3 separate regions of the Sus scrofa genome follow, and all the other regions are linked to region 3. The links are chromatin contacts, called in public HiChIP or PLAC-seq maps. All regions are on one chromosome and are shown on one strand. Each heading gives the region's core, a stretch centred on a gene start, on an enhancer-like site or on the middle of the called end of the contact. The rest is flanking DNA. Distances are from core to core; before and after follow the strand shown. Region 1 holds the start of BCL7C (B-cell CLL/lymphoma 7 protein family member C). Region 2 holds the start of DCTPP1 (dCTP pyrophosphatase 1). Region 3 holds the start of SRCAP (helicase SRCAP).

Evidence for each region. HiChIP or PLAC-seq counts read pairs in DNA pulled down with a chosen protein or histone mark.
Region 1: an H3K27ac HiChIP or PLAC-seq map of alveolar macrophages shows a contact between it and region 3. The contact joins the promoter of BCL7C here to the promoter of SRCAP in region 3. A contact is called at or near these places in 2 of 5 promoter capture datasets (fetal liver and liver), 1 of 47 Hi-C or Micro-C datasets (heart right ventricle) and 2 of 2 datasets of contacts at active chromatin or transcription factors (alveolar macrophages and skeletal muscle).
Region 2: a contact with region 3 is called in an H3K27ac HiChIP or PLAC-seq map of alveolar macrophages. The contact joins the promoter of DCTPP1 here to the promoter of SRCAP in region 3. A contact is called at or near these places in 3 of 47 Hi-C or Micro-C datasets (alveolar macrophages, embryonic fibroblasts and epiblast stem cells) and 1 of 2 datasets of contacts at active chromatin or transcription factors (alveolar macrophages).

Annotation. Positions count from the first base shown.
Region 1 is chr3:17,545,966-17,549,397 of Sscrofa11.1, reverse strand. BCL7C (B-cell CLL/lymphoma 7 protein family member C) reads right to left here and starts at 1,852. Exons shown (of 6, transcript XM_013995586.2): 1 at 1,571-1,852; 2 at 921-999; 3 at 474-582; 4 at 213-374. The coding sequence starts at 1,662.
Region 2 is chr3:17,894,640-17,898,462 of Sscrofa11.1, reverse strand. It overlaps DCTPP1 (dCTP pyrophosphatase 1), which reads right to left and starts at 2,037. Exons shown (of 3, transcript XM_003354540.4): 1 at 1,869-2,037; 2 at 1,058-1,168. The coding sequence starts at 1,966.
Region 3 is chr3:17,700,894-17,704,577 of Sscrofa11.1, reverse strand. It overlaps SRCAP (helicase SRCAP), which reads left to right and starts at 1,716. Exons shown (of 34, transcript XM_005653006.3): 1 at 1,716-2,043; 2 at 3,483-3,556.

The DNA.
Region 1 (3,432 bases), core at 603-3,102, 160 kb after region 3:
TGAAAATCTGTGATAAGTTATCTACAGACCCAAAGAAGCCAGAGGAAGGCCAAAGGCCCTAGAGGAAAGGCAGTCACTTTCCACAGGACTCAGGGATGGTCTCCAGAAGACTCGACACAGGAGGGGGACCAGACAGAGGACAAGTGGGGGGCTGCAACCTTGGAGAGGACAAGACACAGAGGAGAAGGTTCCTGGGAGGCACCTGGTCCTACCTCTCTCCTGGCCCAGCTGTGGGGGCTGAGCATCCTCAGGGACCCCTTCCGGTGGTCCAGCAGGTGACACAGGGCGGCTGGGCTGGGGGGTGCCCCCAGGGCTGGGCTCCGTGCCCTTTTGCAGGGAGCCTTCTGAATGGAAGCTCTGGTTACTGTTCTCATCTGTGGGAGCAAGAGCAGAAAGGGTTGGGTCTGAGGCGCCCAATCCCCTCCTTCATTCCCCACCGCTGCCCCAAAGCCCAGCCAGCATCCCCGACATACCGTTGAGATCGAGCAGGATGAGAGGGCCCCCCCCTCGGGGACTGGCGCCCCTGCCCCTCCGCTCGCGGCCTCGGGATCGCTCTGCGCCGCCACCTGCCCTCCGACGCTCCTGGGGGTTAGAGGACGAAGGGTTACAGTCAGCTTTCTAGTTAGTGCTTGCAAAGCCCCCACTGAACAAATAACGACATTGAGGCACAGAGAAGCAGAAGGCCCTCCGTGAGCGACAGGTTGTGCGCCACGGCGGCGGCGGCGGCGGCGTTAGGCCGTGAACTCAGGGGGTCTGGTGGCGGGGGAGGGGAAAGAGGCGGAGTTGCTAATAATTGTTAACATCTGTTCCCGAGGCTGCATGTAAGGTCTAAGTGGGGACTGGAGGTGGAGGCCAGCCGCCGGGAGGGGCTTGCCCGAGGTGGCCCAGATGCAGGGCCTGGTGTGGGGGAGCTTGCTCACCTCTTCCTGGGGGTCCACCACTGGCACCCACTTGAAGATACGCAGGGAAGTGTCACCCACAGTCACCCAGCGCTTCTCCCTGTGGGACGGTGGAGGGACGGGGTCAGAGAGGCCTGAGGAGAGAGCCAGCCCAGGAGCTGGATGTATCTGGGGATACGTGTGGAGGTGGGGGTGGTGCGCAAAAGAAGCGGCAGCGTGGCTAATGGGACTTGGAGGGAGAAGCCCGGCAGACCTCAGGGCATAGGTGGGGGGCGGGAGAAAGAGAGAGAGGGAGAGAAAAAAAAATAGGCTGGGGTCACGACGCGGCAGACCCCTGGGGTATACATGGAGAGCGCGACTATAGGCCTGGGACCACAGCCTCGAAGATCCCGGGGCACACTTGCGGGAGGAGTGTCAAAGCTTTAGGGGGCGGGGCATAAAGGGGGGGTTCCAGCTCTGGGAGGGCAGGGCTGGGGAACACGCTTTGTAGACCCCAGGGTGTAGCCAGGAGAAGAGAGATAGAGCCCTGCAGATCCAGGACGCAGCTGGGGGCGGCGGGGGAGAGGGGCACACCTAACACCTGGGGGCCACAGGTGGCGGAGGGGGTGTGGACGTGTCGGGGGAGGAATGGCCCGCCGTGGCCCGTCCCTGGCCCCCGGGGCAGCGCTCACCATCTCCGGACCTTCTCGATGGTCGCCATCACCTTCTTGATGTCATCCTTGGCCCGGCTCCGGGTCTCGGCCCGCACGGTCCGGCCGGCCATGCTGGCGGGGCTGGGGCCGAGGCCGAGCCCGCGGCTGGGCCGCCTCCCGTCCGGCGGGCTCAGGCTCGGCGCCAGGCCGGGGCGCCGCTCTCTCGGCCTGTCGCCCCTCCGGGAGTTGGCCGCGCCCTCCCTCGCTCCCCAACGCCTCCGCGAGTCCCCGCCCCGCTTCCTGCCGCCGCGCCCCGCCCCGGCCCGTCCCCGGAGCCGCCCGGCGGCGCGGGCGGCCAGAGCCCAGGCCTGGAAGCCGGCCGGCCCCGCCCCGACCGGGCCCGCCGCCTCCGCCTCGAGGCGCCCGGACGCGCAGCGCCCCCTGCCCGCGGCCGAGAGGGAGGTTGGGGCAGCTCGGCGACTGGACGCGCGCGGCGGGGCTGCGGCCGTGCGTTCAGACCACGTGGGCGCCAGGGGGCGCGAGAGGATCTGTGTCCCGGGTGCGACCGCTGCGCGTGGGTGGACCCTGGAACGGTGTGTGTGTTTGTGTGTGTGTGTTTGCGTGTGTGTGTGTCCCTTGCTCGGCTGCCTGGTTCTACGCTGCAACTATCTCTTCATCCATTCATTCTACAGGCTATTAACTGAGGGCCAGTTACGTGCCAGACACTGTAAATGTACTGAGTGCCTCTTCCACCCTCCAGAATGGCTCAGATGAGACCTTGCCAAGTGGAGGCGAAGTAGAGCAACTGGACCTCTCATATTTCTGGGGGAGTGTAAATTGATAGAGACACTTTGGAAAGCTGGCGCTTTTCTAGTGAAACCGAACGTACACCAACCCTGTGACCCAGCAGTTCCGCTCCTGGATGGTTAACACCCATCAGAAATGCGTGGGTAGGAGCCCCAAGGGACCTGTACTGGAATGTCCATAGCTCTGTTCCTAAGCGCCTCAGGCTAGAAACAACCCATCCACAGGGCCATGGAAAATAAATTGTAGCCTGTTCACACCATGGACGACAGGGCAAGGAGAGTGATGTCCTGCTACACACAACATGGGGACGTCTCGTGAAAGAGGTCAGAGAAGCAATACGCCCTGTGATCCCATTCAGAGAAAGTTCTGGACAAAACCAATAAATGGTGCGAAACACCGGGGAGAGTGGTCACCCTGGGGACTGGGAGGGGCTAAGAGGGGCCTCTGGGAACTGGTCAGATTCCGTTTCTTAATCTGGTGCTGGTTCCCACGGCATATTTACTCTTGGAAAATTCGCGGAGCTGTACATATAGGATGTGTGTACTTTACCCTGTGTCTATAGCACGTCAATGAAAAGCTTACTTAAAATACATGTGTCTTGGTTGATTTTGTTTGAGGCTGTGTTTGCCAGCAGGTATGACATTCTAAATTTGTGTTGCTGTGTGTGAATGTGTCAAGGGTGTGGCTCTCGGGTCTGTGTGTTTTGGTGTGACTATGTTCAGAGGTGGTTATGACATCATTTCTGGGCCAAATCGCTGGGGTAAAATCCCAGCTCTGCTTGTCCAGTGACCTCAAACAAGTCACTTATCACTATTTTCTCAGCTGTAACATGGGAATGAGTTAATATACATGTAACTCTTAGAACAGCATCTTGCGCATAGTAAATACCCAACAAGAGTCACTGTTAATATGCGCGTGATGGTGCCACATGCTGTGCCCTCTGCCAGTTGTTCCCTTTCTTCCTTTATTCTGGCAGTTGTCTGCTCATGGTGAAATACTTAAAGACACAGGGGCCTCCTTCCCAGTTCACATTACCTGCTTTTGTCTGTGGTCTCACTATCAGATTGAGCTCCTCAGGGGGCCAGAGACTAAGA
Region 2 (3,823 bases), core at 788-3,287, 190 kb before region 3:
CACTCTACAGACACAGTGATCTTTCCACCACTCAAACCTCAGCATGTCTCCATGACTTGCCAGCCCTGATTCTATCATCCTCTGTCTCCCCCACAGCCTCAGTGGATATACACTGAGCACCTACGCGGGCCAGTGAGCAAAACAGATACGAAATCCCGAGTTCCCGCAGTGGCTCAGCTGCTTAAGAACCCAACTAGTATCCATGAGGATGTGGGTTCGATCCCTGACCTCAGCCAGTGTGTTAAAGATCTGGCGTTGCTGTGAGCTGGGGTGTAGGTCACAGATGAAGCTCGGAGCCAGCGTTGCGGTGGATGTGGCCTAGGTCAGCAGATCCAGCTCGGATTTGACTCCTAGCCCAGGAACTTCCATATGCTGCAGGTGCAGCCCTAAAAACAAACAAACAAATGGATACAGAATCCTTGCCCTTCCTCAAGAAGGTTACACTGATGCAATCTTACATTCTCCCAGAATTTAACTTGCCCCTTCCCACTTCACCATCTTTGCAAACAGTACCCCCTGTCTGGAATGTTATGGGCAGGTCTTCTTCTTCTTTTTTTTTGTGGTCTTTTTGCCTTTTCTAGGGCCGCATCTGTGGCATATGGAGGTTCCCAGGCTAGGGGGCCAATCGGAGCTGTAGCCGCTGGCCTATACCAGAGCCACAGCAATGTGGGATCCAAGCTGCGTTTGCGACCTACACCACAGCTCACGGCAACACCGGATCCTTAATCCAGTAAGCAAAGCCAGGGATCAAACCCGCAACCTCATGGTTCCCAGTCGGTTTCGTTAACCACTGAGCCACAACGGGAGACAGGTAAAGGAAGATCGCCACCATCCCTTCTTAGACCTGGATGTCCCTTGCTGGTTTCAGACTTTTCTCTCCTAGCAGACTGGGCATCCCTAGAGGACAGGGACCCATAAGTTATCTCTGTATCTCTAGCAAACAGGCACAGCGTTTTGTTGTGAGGAGGGGGAACTGAATCCAGGGATATTTGATGGTCAAATAAACCCTCCCCTCCCCAACACACAGACTCTTCCAGAAAGCCTTTCATCTACTCACAAGAGCTCTGCCAGTTCTCCCACTTCTCCCACCAAGGCCAGGAGGAGGTTCCGAGGCTGATGGAACTGGTCCCAGTCTCGTTCAGCAGCAAACTCGGCATGGAGGCGGCGGCTGGAATAGGAGGAAGGGGTAGAAGTCCAGGTCCCAAGGTTAGGGGACTGGGGAGGAGATGCAGGGACCCAGCAGGTACCTCAGTAATATGTAATGGGGGCATGGGTATCAGAGGAGATTGTGCAACTAATTCCTTGGATGGCATGAACAAGCCATTTCTTCTTTAGGGGACTTGGTTTCCTCATCTATGAGATGTGTGTGTCCTTACACAGACCCTAAGTTATTGAAACCTAGTAATTCCCTCTTTTCCATTATTCCACTTCCTACTGCTTCTTCTGCAGTTTCCTCCACGTAGAGTATTCCAATCTCTGCATATCTAAATGTTACTGATTTTACAGAATGCAGCGCCAGGACACTTCCCCTAAGATGCCCTCCTAGATTTCCTCAAGAAAGAAACATCTCCACCTCTCAGCACTATATTTGCCCTCATCCTACCTCCTGCTCCTGGAAGGCAGGGGCAGGGCAGTAGTGGCGTCGGACTCTTAACTAGTAGGTAACAATGTTCAGGTGTGCCTTGTTAAGCCCATTTTGCAGACCAGTTGGTTAGAATGTTCGCCCGGGGTCAGCCAGCAGCGCTGGGACCCGAGCATAGCTGCTAGCCTTCCTCCCGACCACGTGGAGGGATCCTCCTCAATAGGAGCGCAATAGGAAGGAGAAAGGGGGAGATCTCCCCAGCCCAGATGGGGCAAGGACAGCTTACATGTCCTCGAGCGTGGGTTCCGAGCTGAAGCTGAAGGAGCCGGCGGCGGCAAAGCCCTCTCCCCCAGAGTCCTCATGCGTCTCCCCACTTTCGGACATGCTGACCACCGCGCTGCAGCCGGGACTGCCCCAGAGAGCCCGGGGCCAAGCTCAGAGCCCCCGCCTCCAGAGCCCATGACCAATCACAGGCGTTCGCGATTGCTTCACGGGGGCGGAGCCTAAGGAAAGACCAATTACTTCTGTGGAGTTAGCTACAGCCCGCCCCTTACCCGGACTGGAGCAACCTAAGAGAACTTCAAGCGGGCGTTCCTAGGCTCCGGCCCTCGAGTTGTTCAGGCTTGCTAAGCATCTTAAAGGTATAGGTACCAGATTCAGCTAGGGGAAGAAACAAAGGGCTGAGGGCAGGAGAGCGCAGGCGTGTCACTTCCCTTTTGGGCGCCAGATGGCGCCAAAGCGAAATGACGGGTTGGGGAGGCCGGTGGAGAGGGCCAGAAGTGAGGGGTTTAAACAAGAAAGGGGAATTTATTTATTATTTATTTTTGTCTTTTTGCTATTTCTTTGGGCCGCTCCCGCGGCATATGGAGGTTCCCAGGTTAGGGGTCGAATCGGAGCTGTAGCCGCCAGCCTACGCCAGAGCCACAGCAACGCGGGATCCGAGCCGCGTCTGTAACCTACACCACAGCTCACAGCAACGCCGGATCATTAACCCACTGAGCAAGGGCAGGGACCGAACCCGCAACCTCATGGTTCCTAGTCGGATTCGTTAATCACTGCGCCACGGCGGGAACTCCATGAAAAAAAAATTTTTAATGTTACAGTATTTAAATATTGTGAAAAGTGGGGCAACTTTAGATTGCATGCGACTTAATAGATGCAAACTATTGCATTTGGAGTGGATAAGCAATGAGATCCTGCTGTATAGCACAGGGAACTGTATCTAATCACTTGTGATAGAACGTGATGGAGAATAATGTGAGAAAAAAGAATGCGTATTTGTGTGACTGGGTCACCTGTGCAGTAGAAAATTGACAGAACACTGTAAACCAACTATAATGGAAAAAATAAAAATCATTTTAAAAAACAGATGGCATGGGCCAGGGAAGATGTGCTAATAACTGCCCTTCCCCTGCTCCATCCTTGCAGAGCCATGATGCTGTTCTGGGGTCTCCCCTCCTCTACTTGATTGACCACATAGTCCCATGACCCTGGCCATTGACCAGTTTTATGGGTGAGCATGTGGCCCAGTTCTTGACAGAAGTTAGAAGTCTGTTGGCAACTTCTGAGAAAGGTTCCTAGGACATAGGGTGTTTCCACCTTTAGATGGTTTTTTGTTTTTTGGGTGTTTTTTGTTTGTTTTTGTCTTTTTAGGGCCACACCCACAGCATATGGAGGTTCCCAGGCTAAGAGTTGAATCAAAGCTACAGCTGCTGGCCTACACCACAGCCACAGCAACGCCAGATCCAAGCCACGTCTGTGACCTACACCACAGCTCATGGCAACGCCAGATCCTTAACCCACTGAGAGAGGCTGGGGATCGAACCCGAGTCCTCAGGGATACTAGTCGGGTTCATTAACCACTGAGTCACGACAGGAACTCCCCGCCTTAGATGCTGGTATGTGAGGATCAGGTTGTGAGGACAGCTGGTCCACAAGCTGGGACTGGTAGATGGCAGGACAGAAAGGACTTGGATCTTTGGTAAAGTTACTGAGCTACTTATTTTTATAAGTTACAAGATGCCCTGATTTAGGATTCTGGTTCCATAAGATAATACATCCCTTTATTAGTCAAGCCACTTGTAGTTGGGTTTTCTGCTACTTGTCTTTGAGAAAGTGACATTTAAGCTGAACAGAAATCAAGGGGACTAGAGCTCTAGGTAGAGAGAACACCAATGCTTAAAGCCGGAAAGGCTTGGCATGTTCTAAAAACAAAAAGAATTCCAGTGTGGCAGGAATGTA
Region 3 (3,684 bases), core at 467-2,966:
CTGTGAGTGGTCAAGAGTGGTCACCTGGGGGTTGTGAAGGAAACTTCTGAAGGAAAAATATTGAAAAAGGATGAAAAAGTACATGAGAAGGCTAAGAAATACGAGATCTTTCGGGAGCTTGGTGTTGTTCTATGAGATAGTCTCAGAAATATGTAAGCTTGGTCTGGAAAAAAAGACTTTGAACTGGGCCTAAACGATTGGGCATTTATCCACTTTTTTCAATCAACAAATCTACCTTGCATGCTTCTGTATGCCTTGAGGCTCTAGCACAGGTCAGCGGTAGCAAACTGGCAGCCTGTGGCTGAATCTGATGTATTTTGGCCCACATTCCTGTAGGGTGAACATTGGTTTGAGCTGACTATTCCTTTTGGTCAGAGTATACGGCCTCCTGTTCCTAACATTCCTCATCTGCCCCTCTTTGCTTTATTTACATCATCTTCTTGGTCCTTCTAGGTTTGAGTTTTCAACCACTGGTATTTGCTGTAAGAAAAACAGAACTTCGGAGTTCCCGTCGTGGCGCAGTGGTTAACAAATCCGACTAGGAACTATGAGGTTGCGGGTTTGATCCCTGCCCTTGCTCAGTGGGGTCAAGGTTCCGGCGTTGCGGTGAGCTGTGGTGTAGGTCGCAGACGCGAATCGGATCCTGCGTTGCTATGGCTCTGGCGTAGTCTGGCGGCTACAGCTCTGATTCGACCCCTTGCCCGGGAACCTCCATATGCCATGGGAGCGGCCCAAGAAATGCCAAAAAGACAAAAAAAATTAAAAAAATAAAATAAAAAAAATATTAAAAAAAGAGAAAGTTTAAAAAAAAAAGAAAAAGAAAAACAGAACTTCAAGTCAAGGTCAGAGAGAATCATCAACTCTTAGAGTAGAATGGAGATCTAAACTGAGCAGGTGAAGAGCTGAATGAAAGCTTTATTATGGCCTCCTAACCTGGCTCCTGGGTGGTCGGCCCTCATGAGGTAGATTTTGTGACAGTGCTTGTAACCTTGTGACTTAGACTGCTTGGCTATGAATCTTGGCTTTGAGCTCTATTACTCTATGAGCCTCAAATCATTTATAAATGGAGCATTGTTGGGATTGAGATCGTGCACAAGGTGCCCTCAGTAAAAGGTACGTTATTATTATTATTCTATTCCAGGGTGAGGGTATCAGATTCTCAAATGAGTTCCCTGGTGGCGCAGCGGGTTGAGGATCTCCGGTGGTCACTGATGGGGCTCTGGTCCCCACTTTGGCACGGATTTGATCCCTGGCCAGGGAACTTCCGCATGCCCGGCGTGCAGCCAACCCAACCATTACCAAAAAAACCCCCAAAACACAACAAATTTAAGGGGTTCTTAACTCAGAAAGTTGGCGACCTGATGCATAAATGCTTAGGAGCTATCAACAATACCACCCATGTGTCAAATGCATTGGCTCTATACGAGTGGACTGCAACGGGAATCCAGAGATCCAGGCTCCACTGCTAACTTGCTGAAAGTACCTGAGAAATTCCTTCAGCTCTCTGGGTGATCTATAAAAGAAGGTACGGTGGCCACGTCCCAGTGGGCAGCTGCAATGCAGCCCCAGTGGCAGGTTAGCCGGTGGAGGGTAAAGAGCTCTGCTGCGGGAAAGGCGCGGAGCCTCCGGGCGGACTACATTTCCCAGCCTGCCTTGCGCTTCGGGTAGCGCCCTACGTTAGCACGCGAGGCTCCCTGCTCTCCCAACCTCCAGTTACTGTCTCGCGAGAGGACGGGCCGCGCCGGCGGTAGCGATAGTGAGCTGTGGTGGTGGCGGTGGTGTTGGTGGTGGCGGCCGAGACGGCGGCGGCCATTTTGGTGAGGCCTCGGAAGCGGCGGCGGCGGTTCGCTGCGAGTAGCGTCTCCCATTTTCCCCACCCACCTCCCGCATCTCTGTGCCGTGAGAGGAAGCAGTGGAAGCAAGGCGGTGGCAGTAGCCGCGGGCCTCAGGGGGATTTAAAGGCCGCGAAGGAGGCGGCAAAGAGGGGGCCCTCCCCCTCCTCGGCGGGAGGGGGGGGTGGTGCGCACGCCCCCGAGGACGCAGGTAAGGAGAGGGAGACAAGATGGCGGACGCTCCACAGTTCCCCCTCCCCTGACGGCTGACTGCGCGCGCATCTTTCCGCCACCGCCTCCCCTCCCACCTTCCCGGGGTGCTGCGCGCGCACCTTCGGCCGGGGCCCCGGGGCCGGTGCGCGAGGCTGTCGGCGCGCGCCCATAGAGACAGGCTGAGGGGGGCCAGACCGGCCGGCACTGGGCTGGGGCGCGTCTTCTCTCCCCTTCCGCCCGTCTGCGCACGCGTGCCTGAGCGAGCGAGCGAGCCCTGAGAGGACGGACCCAGGTGCGCTCCTGCCCGCCCACCAACCCCAGCCCCCCACCTCAGGGGCGCGCGAGAAGAGGAAGGGGGGCGTGGGACGAGTAGTTGGGGCGCGCGCCCACCATATCCAGTCCGGAGCCAAGATCTGGCGGCACGAACCCTTCCTTATCTTAAGCTCTCTCGGTCTGGTGGTGGGGGGCTCCCTGACGGGCAGGGACGAGAGGCTTCCCAGCCCTGCGACCCTTGTGTGCGTGGGTTTGGGTTCTGGCGGGAGCCCCGGGGCGGTGAGCACAGCCGGCTCTCTCCGCCTCCAGGCGCGCACGCGCGGGCCCCTCCCCCAGTCTGTCGCGCACGTTGGGTGCGGTGGGAGTCTGGAGGGGGCGGGGCCATCTTAGGGCTAGTGGCAACTTGGGGCAGAGGTCAGGGGTCACGCCGGGTCAGGCTGTTGGGACGGCTTAGGAGATGGTGATGAAGCCTGGGGTCAAGAGTTCGGGCTTCTTGGATCCTGGTTAGCTTGAGTCCAGTGAATCAGTTGTGGAAGAGGGAGTGAATCAAAGGCTGCAGTGTGGTTAAGGAGCTTCCTTAAACACTGGGGAAACACTTCCGGGCCTTGTGTGGGTTTACCCTGCCTATTTCCGGGGCATGGGTCTTTGCTGTTCGGCCTTTCTCCCCTCCTGACTGCTCCTCTAAGGTCTCCTGTTGTAGTTCTTGTGTTTGGGGAAGTGTCTCCTGGCGCAGCATAGGAGGCCCAGGGCCCTGCCTTGAGAAAGGTTGGATTCTCCTATGTTCAGCCCTTACTGGAAAGGAGAGCAGGCTGCCAGGCTGCCAGTACCTTTTGAGCTTCTGGATGTGATAACTTGTTTGGCTTTGTTAATTTGCTCTTCATTCAGTGGTTGGAGCCTTTTACCTTTAAACTTTTTAAACTTTTTGGGAGGCTTCATTTCCTTACTTCAGCCAGAATCTCATGTCCTAGGGAATTCTTTTCACAAAACATTATTTGCTTTTATTTTTTGAATATGATCTATTTCTACTACTGTAATCCTTTTCAGTCTTTGAATTGACTTGGGTATATCTACGAGTCTCAAAAAAGTTAGTGTAAAGAAGGCTTCGATGGGTGTTGGTAAATGTAGATTGGTCCCTCATGCTCTTTTCCTTTCCATTTGTTTCAGGCGTGATTCTCCTCAGTACGGCGGCACCGTGGAAGTGCAGACTTTCACAGGGAGTGTGGTCTCAGCTCACACAGGTGAGAGTTCAAATACCATTTCGTGTACTGATGCTAATGAGAGAGATATTTGAGATAATTGTGGTGCAACAGCAGAACTGGGACTCTGAATAGAGAAAGATGTCTGCATCCTGGCTCTACCAAGGAAA